2 separate regions of the Dromaius novaehollandiae genome follow, and region 1 is linked to region 2. A link is a contact called in public Hi-C data. All regions are on one chromosome and are shown on one strand. The core of a region is the stretch at or near the end of the contact, and the rest is flanking DNA. Distances in the headings are between cores, read along the strand shown. Region 1 holds the start of MMAA (metabolism of cobalamin associated A). Region 2 holds the start of SMAD1 (SMAD family member 1).

Evidence for each region. A called contact is a pair of places that touch in the nucleus more often than the background predicts.
Region 1: a contact with region 2 is called in a Hi-C map of liver, with 7 times the contacts expected there. The contact joins the promoter of MMAA here to the promoter of SMAD1 in region 2. A contact is called at or near these places in 3 of 4 Hi-C or Micro-C datasets (brain, liver and ovary).

Annotation. Positions count from the first base shown.
Region 1 is chr4:36,968,497-36,974,669 of bDroNov1.hap1, reverse strand. MMAA (metabolism of cobalamin associated A) reads right to left here and starts at 4,841. Exons shown (of 7, transcript XM_026106113.2): 1 at 4,721-4,841; 2 at 3,236-3,712; 3 at 2,020-2,142; 4 at 531-701; 5 at 145-230. The coding sequence starts at 3,656.
Region 2 is chr4:36,832,409-36,838,885 of bDroNov1.hap1, reverse strand. It overlaps SMAD1 (SMAD family member 1), which reads right to left and starts at 4,665. Exons shown (of 11, transcript XM_026106171.2): 1 at 4,563-4,665; 2 at 2,983-3,052. OTUD4 (OTU deubiquitinase 4) reads left to right here and starts at 4,500. Exons shown (of 22, transcript XM_064510769.1): 1 at 4,500-4,609.

The sequences.
Region 1 (6,173 bases), core at 3,592-6,091, 140 kb before region 2:
GCTCTGAAAAGACTTCAGTAGTAGCACAGCAATTTATAAAACCCTATTGATATAGATTTACCACACAGATAGATATTACATCTTTGATTTAAATTGGTCTTTTTGGTCCTAGTTAGTATTTTTATAACAGAAACTAAAAAGTACCTGTAATTCATCTCCACCTGCAGGTGGTATCAGCAATATAAACATATCAACCATATCAGCCACAGCAAATTCTGACTGTCCCACACCTGAAAAATTAAATTCACAATTCACGGCAGACTTTCATGTTAATGACATTAGTTATGAGACATCCCAGTATAGCAGCATGTTTCTGAGGTGAACAAAAAACATTAACATAAACAAAGCCAACATGAAACATCGTATGTTTACAAACTATACAGGACTAAAAAATAGGTATCAACCAAAGACCTTGTACAAAAGAAACAGAGTAAAAACAAAGATGAAAGAAAATAGAAAGTATGTAATTGGTGGCACGCCTTATGCAGCTATCAGAGGAGGACAATAAGAAGAAAACCGTAAACACCTACCTACTGTTTCCACAAGAACAACATCATAGCCTCCTCCTTCACACAGCAGGATAGCTTCATTTGTGGTCCTTGTTACACCTCCTAATGTCCCTCTGGTTGGAGATGGTCTGATGTATGCATTCATGTCTCTTGACAACTCAGTCATCCGTGTTTTATCACCCAACAGAGAACCTTAAACATTTAACATTAAATTATTTCAAAAAGGCAAATCAGTCAGATTTCTTTTCCAATAAATGACTGTGAGAAAAGTTGGATGTCTTGGGAGAAAAAAGTCAAATAAAAATATCCCAATAACAGCTGAAGACTGCTTAGGACTAGCAAGTTACTGGCTGGCTCTTCTGCCTATCAGAAGCTGGAAAGGCCTAGGCATAAGCAGACCTTACTGCTTCCAAATCTGGAGAATTTGCTCTAGGCCAGAAAGGATTCTACAATTCCTGAACAGCTTTTTGTGGCCTATACACAGGAGGCTACATAATCAATCTTTGTTCTTTCTTTCCAAATAGACAATTCTTAAGAAAAAGGTACCTTATGATTCCCATTATGTTTTTTGTTTCTTCTTTTAAGAAAACTGACAGGCATCCCTGCCTTCTTCCCATTCATATGAACTTTAAATCAAATTCAGTGAGATTTACAGGCACAATGCACATTCCAAAAGGTAAGAGCTGCTCAATTCATATAACTGCAGTAGCCTTGGTATCATGTTTTTTTACTCTACCAATGTGTCTTGAATACATACATATGACAATATAGTCTTTCTTAGCTCTAAGTCATTGCAGTGCTGGAGTCTGTTTCTTTTAAATAGTTGTACCATAGTATATTCTCTAATGGTTTAGAAGCCCTGAAAAAAAGAATGATGTTTGCTGGCAGCGGCCCATTAAAAAAGGATTCAAATTAAAGTTCTATTATTTATGTCAGATATATCCATTAATCAGGCTTGATCAGCCTAGAATTTCACCACCAGTTCTATTTTAGAAGTGACAGTGACAGATGTTAGCCGCACAGCTTTGAAGAATGTCAAACTGAAAAAATCAGTGGCCTGTGCCACTAAAATCCAAGCTGATATACATGTTTGGATTACGGCGTCCTCTAGATAGAATTAAATTAGCGTGTGCTTCCTGCCCAGTGATCAGCCTTATTATTGTTGAAATTTGTGTAAAAATGAATGCTCTTCTACTCCTTAACTCACAGACAAAAATATATATTTATCTTGAGAGAGAAAGTAGTGGCTATCTAAAGTTTCAGCCAAAAAGGACCAGAGTGAAACAACATTCAAATTTTGGAAATAAATAAACCTAACAAAATTTAGACACGGATCCTTAATTCCTAATTTTGTATCACATGGAAAAAAAGGGAAAAGTGGTACAATATTCATTTTTATCATTTTGCTTTTACAGGCCCTGATTTTTTCCTCCACTACTTGCCCCCAAAGAGAAACTCCTATAGTTGACAAGGTATTATCAACCTGACTCAAACTTTGAGTCATACTCACCACCACTTGTACTAGAGGAAGGATCTACAGCTAACACTGACACTTTGTGTCCTCTTTCTGTAAGCATTTTCCCAAAGCATTCTATAAAAGTTGATTTCCCAGCACCGGGAGGACCAGACAATCCTAAATACACATTAGGAAAATGGGAAGAAACATCTTGTTAGTCAAATAAATAATACATCACATGAACACAGTCAACATTAAGAAGTTGACAACAATTCGTACTTCATACTTCGGCAAATAAAATGGCATGGCCAGAACCGATACTTTCAACTAAGCAGTTTTAATTGACTTGAAATACAATACGTTGGTTCACCCAAGACAGTGGTGCTTGCTTCACCACCACTCACCCCATCCATTCCAAAATATAATTTGTTAACCCAATTTCATTCTCTCCTCTCAAAAGAAATTAATCTATAATGGCTTATACTTAAAAACTTTTAAAGTGTAATATCCTAAACCTGTATTTTTCAGATTTACTAATTGTTTGTACAAGACATGCTTTAAAAGCAAAAACTCTTACCTTGAAGAGCTGTTATTTCAAAAGTCAGGCAATTTACATGTGATTCAAAGCATCCAAACTAAGATTAGCCTGTTGACCTGCAACAAATATTTCTCATTCCCATACCTAAGTTTTCTTCTTGCTACCTTTGTACACATATATGAGGGGAGAGCAGTAGGCATGACATGCCTTCATAGTCCATCTCTTTGCCAGTGAAAAATAGTTTATGATTTCCAAGAGAACCAGGTTCCACTCTCCTCAGCTGAACAGCAGGCTGCTTTAAGGTAAGGCCACAAAAGAGGAAGGTACGTATTTTTCCTTTTGTGTATTGATGAAGGGATTCAGGAAGCACTCAGAAAAACACATACCTCTCAAAAAGAATGGTCTGCTTGGTTACATCCTTCCCTATCTGAGTGCAGGTAATAGGCTGGAACAATCATGCAAACTGCCAAATGTTTCAGCTCGTAACAGTTACATAAAAACCAAAAAACTCCCAAAACACTGAACAAGCAACAATTATTTTTTAAGAGTTTTTCAAGAGCATTTTTCAGCTCAAGACATGACTCTACCGGACAACAGAAGTGATCTGGATTTGCTACAAACCACAGAAATCAATGATACAAGACTACAGACCATAACGCTTAAAGAGCATAATGAGAAGTGATTGTTATAATTACATCAAAGTAACTACTCGACAGACATAAAAGGACTGACCCACTCTAAAGGCAAGTGGCTTTCCTTGATTTAACTTTTCTTGTTCCCTGTGGTAGGATAAAACCTTCTGAAGAAGCACCTGGGCTACTTTCTTTTTCCTGTGGTGAGTTGACTCTACAAGGGTAATGGCTTCTGCTAAACAGGCTCTATGACCTTGTATTAGTCCACTGTAAAGTTTGTCTACAAGTCCTTGCTCTCTGTCAGAAAGTCCCTCTATCTGCTGGTCAATAGCAGCTTTATGACACAGCTCTCTCTTCAAGCCCTTTAATGAAAACATCTGTTTTGTATAGTACAGGTGCACTGGCATAAGAGATTCGGTGCACAGAAAATCTGATCTGGAGCTGAAGTGAAAGCTCTTGAAGTAAGTCCTTCTAGAAAAATAACAGTGAGGGAATCTCAGCAGTAAAGAAGGGATCTTCATTTTGGTTGGAATTAAAAGTAGCAGAGGTTATCAGTTCACTTCTGTCTGCAGACAGCCTAAGGAGAAAGAGAAAGACGTCACCTCTCCCAAATTACTCAAAACACTTGTAAGCATTCAAGTGAAAAATATGTACAGAGACAATCATTGGCTTTTACTTCATCTGTCCCTACTGTTTTAAATGCAAAATATGGTTCTCTCTTTCCATGGCAAAAACAGAAGAGAAAGAAGCTAGAGAATTTTCAATAGCATAGTATCATTTTGTTATCGTAGTTAAGAACTAAAGCTATTATTTTTAAGAGTACAAAGAGATAAATAAAAAGTACTTTTACATGAGACAGCCACCAAGAGCACACGTACTACCCCAACATCTGGGGACAAACAAAACCAACCAACCCTTGTGTTCACTGAATTTGCCACGTATTCTTCTACTTTTATGTCTGCAGGGATTTTTTAATTGTTATTCAGAACGCTGTTATTCAGGAATTGTTATTCTTCTATACCTCACTTCCAGAAAAAAAGCAGTCAAGACACAGGAACGTTTATAAACCCTATGGGAGGGCAAGGACAAAGCGTCGGCGCCCCTCATCACCACAAGGACAAAGCATCAGTGCCCCTCATCACCACTGCACTCTCTGGGCTTGCTCTGACCGACCTCAGCATCAGCTAAACGGCCAAAACTAACCTAAGCTTCATGTACATAAATATCCTCATCGACAGAGTGTCCCTGCGACTAAAACCAGGAGAGCCTCTCCTCAGAAAAGCAGCAGTTACAGCCACCTTAGGGTACGGGAGAGGCCCCCATTTTTAAATCCTATTTTCTCCCAGGCCCCGCCCCCCCGATGCAACGGCCCCGAGGGCGCGCGCCGTCCAGCCAATCAGCGGGCGGGGAGGGGGCCCGGGCCGCGCCCCGCCCCAACCCTCGGCCCCGGGGGCTGCGGGGAGCCCCGCGCGCGCCAGCACCGCGGGAGCGCGCCGCGCCCCCCACCCTCGCCGCCGGCCCGCGGCGACGCGCGCACCCCATTGCCATGGGGACGGGGCCCGCTCCCCGGTGCCTCATCACCTACTGGTTCCTGCCCCGCCTCCGGGAAGTGACGCCGTCACGTTGAGCCGGAACCCGCAGGGCAGCGTCGCCCCCGACGCGGGCGTCCTCTCTGTGCCGGGCGCCCCAGGGACGGGCCTGCGCATGCGCCGCCGAGGGCGCGCTCGGGCCCCGGTGGCTGAGGCGGGGGGAGACCAGAGCGCCCCGGCCGTTACGACGGTTACGTGGCGTCGCGGTCGCTGCCCGTCCTGGCTTTAACGGAGCGCGTTGCCGTTGCAGCCGGTAGCCCGGCAGGCTCAGAGCGGAAAAGGCTGCACCAGTGCTCCCTAAGCAGGCCCTTCCTAACCACACGTGATAGAAGTGCTTTCCTGGTCCTGAAAATGGATCCTAAACTCTGATCCAGGAGCTTGTTGCTGATCGCAGAAGCCAAGTCATGAACATGGTCAGAGCAGAAATAGACTCTCTAAGGGGAGGTTAAATAGCACATAGATACAGTGAAAGCAATCCATAGTGGCAACCCAATCTCATCAAGTTCGTCCCCTGAAAGTCTCCTCAAGTTTAATGGCTGTTCCTTTCATAAGTATTCCAACTTAGATCTTGAAATAATAGGTTCTTTGCCCTATCCCTAGCTGGAAGGCTGTTACAAAACTCTTCTGATTTGAAACCTTAAGTTTCTAGACTAAATTTATGCATGATCTTTTAATATTCATTGATTTTTTGCAAGACTAAGTATCAGAGAAGGAGAAAAAAAAAAGCTTAAACGCCCAAAGGCAGTTATTCGATCACATTCCTTTTCAGTCTTCATTTTTCCAAGTTAAACAAGCCTAAATTTTTTTTTATCTCTCTAGTCATCTTACCAGCCCTTCTTTGCAACTGTTCTGCTTAAAATAGATAGTATATTTTGTGCATTTATTTAAAAATACATGCATCTGAGCTGTTACCAGTGCCTTACAAGGATACTAACACTTTTCAAGGATTCCATTAGACATGTTTAATCAATCCCACATATCAGATTGGCAATGCAACTGATGAACCATATAGAATAGCAGAAGTTGTTTTCTTGACTGCTGAATAGATGCTTTAATATCATGTGTATGACTCTGGCCCATGAGATTATCATATAGAAAGAACTGAATAATCCACTTCAGAGCTGACAAGGCCTACAGTTCCCATCACTATGCGAGGAAACCATAGCAGAGACAAGAATTCTCATTTCAAAATAGCCTTGTCTAGTCTCTTTAGTCAGAAACTATCATCTCTTCCTTAAACAAGTTTCCTAAGGGTCTCTATTTTAAGTGCTATGCTTAAACCTAGAGAGCCAATCTCCACTATTATTATAAAAACAGCAACATCAAAGAAAGCATTCTGCTATGCTTTCATCACAGATCACTCAGCCGGCATTTTATTCCACTTTCTGTGTGCTTTCATCTTGAGTAATTTTGTTGTTGACCTTGTTGCAAGGACTAGGTGAATGGGGA
Region 2 (6,477 bases), core at 3,416-5,915:
AACAGTCCCTCGGAAGGCTACATCTTCCCACTTCAGAGTCAACATCTGACTGTGAAAGGCATCATCAACTTATAAAGCTCCATTCATTTAACGTTAGCCATAAGGCTACCACTTTTAACTAGACTTCCAAAATAAAAGACACAGTCTGCTTGACCATCTGTCAGTCTCTTCCCTTCTCTCTGATACAACTCTGGAACCAACTTGCCAATTTCAAACAAATATGATAGAAGAACAGAAGTTCTCAGTGATGCTAAATTTCTGTAAGTACCATGAAAATCAATAGCTGGGTCAAGCTGAAAGACCCAAATTACTGTCCCCATTGAACACTTAAGTTATCTGTCCTGGTTGGCCTGCTGGCTGGAAAATGAGCACACACTATTGCCAGGCCAGTCAGTACAAAACACACATTTTAGAATCACACACGATACGTGCTACCTATTGTTCAGCTAACACTTGGCAAACAGAAAAGAAAGATGAGAGTATTGCAAGGCATGCTAGAGAGCTAGAAGTCTAATAGAAGTGGCAGAGCAATGTGGGTGGCGTCTAGAAATACTGTGGGGAATAAGGAGACAGGGAACACGTCAGGAAGCTAGTGCTACTGTCACAGGAGGGAGGGGGCCAGGATGATGCAAAGACAGAAGATGGAAAGCCATGGAAACCAGCATTCAGTGCTTCTGCTGCTCAAAGATGTGTCATGTTTACAATGCAACTGCTCATGACTTCCAAAATCTTAACTGACTTTTCTTGCCCATCCTCTTAATATTTCTTGACCAAACAAACCTATGACTTCAGACCAACATCTTCAATAGATTTTAACGAAGAAGTGTTCCTCAAGGGTAGGAGGAATCACTTTTACCACAATGTGCTTTTTACCACTTTTCTCAGACAAATGATTACCATTCAGTATGAGAAATCCAACACAAATTCGGGACTACAATAGTATATTCTAGACAAAATCTCAGACTGCACCTACTACTGCAGTGTCAAAAATACTATTGGTAGTGAATTAAGAAATGTGACCAATAGGTCATGTGCAGCTCTTACATCCTGTCTTTTTCATTCTGTGTGGGACAGGGGTTGTAATTAGTTACTCTCACAGGAATTCATTTTACAGACTCAAACCAACCCTTCTATTGCTTGCTCTATTGTGCTGAGAAACTAAGTTGTTGGCTGTGACATTAGTTGAGAGTTTTATGGCATTTTTAAGGAATGCTGGCTTGAAATGTTAAGCACCTTGAATCTGATACTGTATGAAGCATACATGGATTTAACACAGAACTAAAGCAGCTAAAGTAATAGGCCAGGAGTTATAGCATTGACCAAACTCTGGAGAAGGCAAAGTGTTACACGATGAGTACTTTTTTTGAAAGATGCTGGTTTCAAACTTAGTAGACTGCACTTCTGCAGTCCCTTGAGATGTAATGAACGTATGTAATACTGGGAGTGTATGATCTTTCAGTTGTGCATACAGCACAAACTTCCAGTCAGCTATAAATAGCATCCAGGAGTAATGCAGCCACTACTATATTCTGCTATTATTACATTATGCTATTCTGCAAGACAAACATGAAATCATGCCTATTCTTTATCAGCAGAATTAAAAATAAGTTTGTCAAGACATACAGATCCATAAAGAAAATTGTTTTTTTCTGAAGATACTCTTATCCCTCTTTAAGCCTGATCCATCGCCTACTAAAGTCAATGGAAATCTTTCTATTGACTCAATTAAATGTTGGACTAAAGTACATAAGCTACCTCTGATGACAGGAAAAATATCATTTTCTTATCACCACGTAACAGTACCTCTTCTTTACTGTTTTATTTACTGTTATAGTATTTTGTGTATATTTTTTTCAAAGCTTCTGCATGAGGAGAGCAACAGTTTTGTTTTGCAGGTATCAGTATGAGCGCACCCTGGGGAAGAAATTTTAAAGATTCACAAAAGAGTCTAAAACCAGGTTTCTACTCTTCCTACCGCCCTAATCCAAGCAGTACAGGTCTCTTTCTAAGCTTATGAAAATGAGTTACTGCCACAAGTCAGTTCACTTAAGGGGCATGAATTTTAAAAAGCATCAACTAGTACACAGAGCTACAATGAATACTCTCACAAACAACAGAATACACTTTAGAAGAGTGGAAGGAATAAAACAAGATTTTTTAAATGCTCAGGATCTATTCATCTGATGGAGCACAATCTTACCAAAAAGGAATTAAACTAAAACTTTGAATATGCTGTTCAGATTTGGTAGAAGGGGTTTGGGATAACCCTAGCGAGTACACAAAAAAAATGGCTTGGAGAGCTGATCTTGCCGAAAAACATCATGGAGCTCAGGGCAGGGGAAGCTTAGCTCTGTCAGCCAGGTCAGTTTTCTCAGTGTACTTCACTGCCTAGCTGTACAGAGCTGTATGACCAAGCAGCTAGCAGCAGCAAAGCATTGTTTCTTTCCACAGCACTACCAGCTTAAATGTATACTGAACTACAGCATGGGAAACATGAGACCAGATACTGATAACCAACTTTCATTAGGTTATTTTTAAGCCTACTGTCTTCAAAAGTACTGTTCACATGCTAACAGCCTATTTAACATACACAGAAAAAGTATATTGAATCAGGCCTTACCAGATCGGTTTACATAACCTGCTGGTTAACTAATGGTTTACATAACCTGATATTCTATTTCCACCAAAAATGGTCATTTCAGACAAAGTTAAACATTTCATAATGAACTATTAAGCAAATAGGCAACCTAAAAAGATTTTTTTAACCAGCCACATTGTGATTTTTTTTACTGTGTGTCCTTAAGTGTTAGACTTTATAATCATCATTGATATTTATTCTAGCTAGATCTAAGTGCTTATTTATTTTTTTATTAATTCCTACTAAATGTTCTGGCTTGATAATATGTTTTAGTGATGAGTTCCTAGCCTAAACAAGCATTTGGTTAAAAAAAGAAAGTCTGAATTTGTTGTACACTTGCTTACCCTTCTCACTGCTTTCCCACTATTGAGTTACAGAAATTCTACATATTTCATCCCATCTGTCATAGTATTTCTGCAAAAGAGTAGTGCAGCATGAGAGTTATCACTTATTATTCATGTAGTTACATACACATACTCAGGGCATAGTTTAACAACTCTCTCTTTGGGCAAAAAGGCAGCCGATGTGATTGCCATGGTCCCTCCTCCCAGTTCAGTACTGGCTCCTGTGACACACCTGTCTTTCTGGGGCCTTAACACATGATAAAAATTACTTGTCAAAAAAAAAAATCCCCTCTTTAAAATGTTTCCTGTTGCATCCCACAATCATTTGTCAGATGCAAATCATTTGTGGGTTCAACTGAGTCCTGAAGGAGGTGAAGGCACTGCTTAAACTGGTCCCACAGCCAAAAATGAAACTTTAATCCAATCACAGCCCGACGCGGGTGTCAAAAGGAACAAAACGCTCGAGCGCTTTGGGCTGCACAAGCGCTGGCTCCGTTTTATGCGACGGCGACACCATCTCTAGGGGCAGGGCCACACTGCCGGCCCGGCCCTCTCCCCGCCGCAGCAACTCTCCCGCCCTGCCCTCCCCCTCCCTTCACCCCACCACCCCGCTGCCGCCTCACCTACCGCACCGCGCCCGTGGGGGGGGCAGACCTCGCCCCCTCGGCGCTCCGCGTGATGCTCCCGACCCTGATTTAAACGACAGCGTCCGACGGGGACCACCCCTCCGACCCCCCCGAGGAGCCCTGGCCACCGGCGCGGCCGCCCGCCGAGCCCCGTGCCGCCGCCCGCGCCCCTCCCCCCGCGGGCGGCCGTTGGGCAGAGCGCGGCGCGCGGCGCCCGCCCCGGGCGGCTCCAACGGCAGCTCCCGCACGGCGCTGGGTTCCCCGCTGCCACCGCGGGGGCAGACTTGTAACTAGGCCAAATTCATGCGTTTTTTTCACACAAGCAGCGTTAAAAAGGATCCATCCCGCGCCTGCAGCTTTCACGCCCTCCCTTCAAAGCACAGAAAGGCATCTGAAGTTGAAGTTGCAGCCTCACTCTGTCGTCCGTGTCAGGGGGCCCGGGGAGGGGGAAGGACACGGCACATGCCGCTTCCTCGGCCCGTGTTGAGGAGCCGCCGCGGCGCCTCAGGCCGCCCGTTTCGGAGATGCTTTGAACCACACCGGGGAAAAACAGCCCAGCTCCCGCTCGCGGAACCGGGTGCCCCGGCGGGGCGGGGATCGCAGAGCAGCACACTTTGACCTGCGCGTTAACCAGAGCCCGCCCGGCCGCCCAGCGCAGACGAGCGCTGACACCGCGCACCCGGCGCTGAACCCGGCCCCACGCGCCTCCCGCGTGCCAGGGCCGGTGGGCGGGTACACGCACACCCCCGCCGCGGGCACAACCGAGCGCGCGGACCGACGCGGTAGGGGGAAGGGACACGTTCCTGGACGGTACCACTGCGGGGGGGAGGAGGAGGACTGCGCGGGCGACTGCCTCTCGGCTCGGCACCACCTGCTTCCTTAAAGCCTCCCACTATATAAAAAAAAAAACCCTCAGGGGAAGCCCACGCCACGTGCCGCGTCTTCCCAAAGCACCTGGGGCGATTCACCGGCTGTCTCCTTCCTCCCCTTTGCGACAAATGGTACGAGCCACAGCCACTCGCACAGGTGTGGCCGGTGGGACAAACCAACCGTGGGCGGGGGGGGGGGGGGCGGGCAAGCGGTGTGGGTGCGCGCGTGCGTGTGTAGAAGAGTGATGAGAAGCGGCGAGGCGGGAGGGCGAGACCGGGACGGGGCTGGCTGCGGCTGCATCATCGCAGAGCGACCGCCGCGGGAGATTGAAGTGCCTGCGCCGCCGCTGGGGCCCTGGCGAGGCGAAAAGGAGGCGGCGCCGCTCCCGCGAGCCGTTTTCCGGCGCGGGGGGGAGGACGAGGGGGGAGCGCGCCCGCCCCTCCTCCGGTAAGTGCCAGTCAGCGGGTGGGGGAGGGGTGCGGGACCCGCCCGGTGGCGGTTGGGGGCGGTTAACTCGTCTGCGTGTGCCCGCACCGAGGGCCGCGCCGGGCCCTTCAGGGGGCGCCGAGCGGGCCCAGCCCGCGCGGATCCGCTCCCAGGGCATGGGCGGCCGGGCCGGGGAAACTGCTCCCCTTGCGTCCGGCTGGGAGGCGGGTGGCGGCGGCAGGCCCCAGGGCCGCCCCCCCCCCCCCCCCCGGGTGCCTGACCCTGGCTCGCCCTGAGTCGCCCCGACGAGATTTGCTAGCTGTAAGGATAGGTGTGTGTTGGTGGGTGTGTGTGTGGTTTTTTTTTTTTTTTTTTTCCTTAATCTGCGCTGTCTGGAGCGGGGAAGGGTGCACGTGAAAGTGGCCGAGAGCTGCGCTCTTCTCAAGGTTGCGCTTTCATGAAAGCGTGAGGCGGCTAGAGGTGGTCGTGCACCACCTTTGGGTGCCCCCATGCCCTGGTGCTGGCCTAGGTGTTAGCACAGCCAGGCAATGAATTGAATCATAAAGCCAATTTTTTTTTCTTTAAGTCTTTAGCTTGAGTCAGTTTTGTGAGCTGAGTGTGCCTGCACTAGTGGTTGGTGCAGGGGAACCACTGATAGCTAGAACTGCTGTTTTTGGTGACAGCACTGGTTAAAGGTGTTTACAATAACTAGTCACTGATTAGCCACACGAGTTATAATTTGGTCATCTTTACCTTGAGGGACCATTCATTTTAATGGTGAGGTGTTTCAGGTGCCTTTTGATTGACGTGTTTCTCTGTATGCCTTTAAAATTGTGCGTGTACTGACCAGACTTTTTTAGTGGGACCTCCACCTTTTTTAGAAATAAATGACTTCTATAGCAGTACATGAGCAAAAATCTGTGTGGATGACCATTGACTGATTGACTTTAGGAGTTGGACACAAAAAGAGCAGGCTTTTGGGGACCTGACAACTATGTGACTCTAATATCAGTTTATTCACTTACTGGAACTACGTTTGCATTCTGTCACGCACAATGATCTTACTTTTTGGGTGACCTCATGTATAAAGGCATGTTGAAGCCTAACCGACATGATGAAAGGCATTTACCTTTCCTCTAACTGGTCTCTGAATCATAGTGACAAAAGGCTGACTGAAATATGAGGGAAGACAAATTTGTGAACATGTTAGAGGATACTTCTGGCATCAAAGGTGACTCATAGAATTAGGGAAAAATGGAATAATCCTAAGAAACTCTGTAACTGGATACTAGTTTGATAGCTCACAAAAGCATCTAGTCTTACCACCTAAATCTACAGGAGAACCAAGTGTTACATGCAGAAATCTGTTACCTTTAATTTCTTAAGTATGGTAGCTGAGTCAGTGCCAGCAATTGTTTACAGTTCAGCATTGCACTGGACTTCTGTCTTTTTGGGGGGAAGTTTGAGCTTTCCCTCCAGTCCCTCACTAGTGCTTATACCTCACACTCCTTGTCTTAAAGGCCTTATATCCCCTTGCTGCTTAACCAGCTCCCTGTGCCTTAGAGCCTCAGGT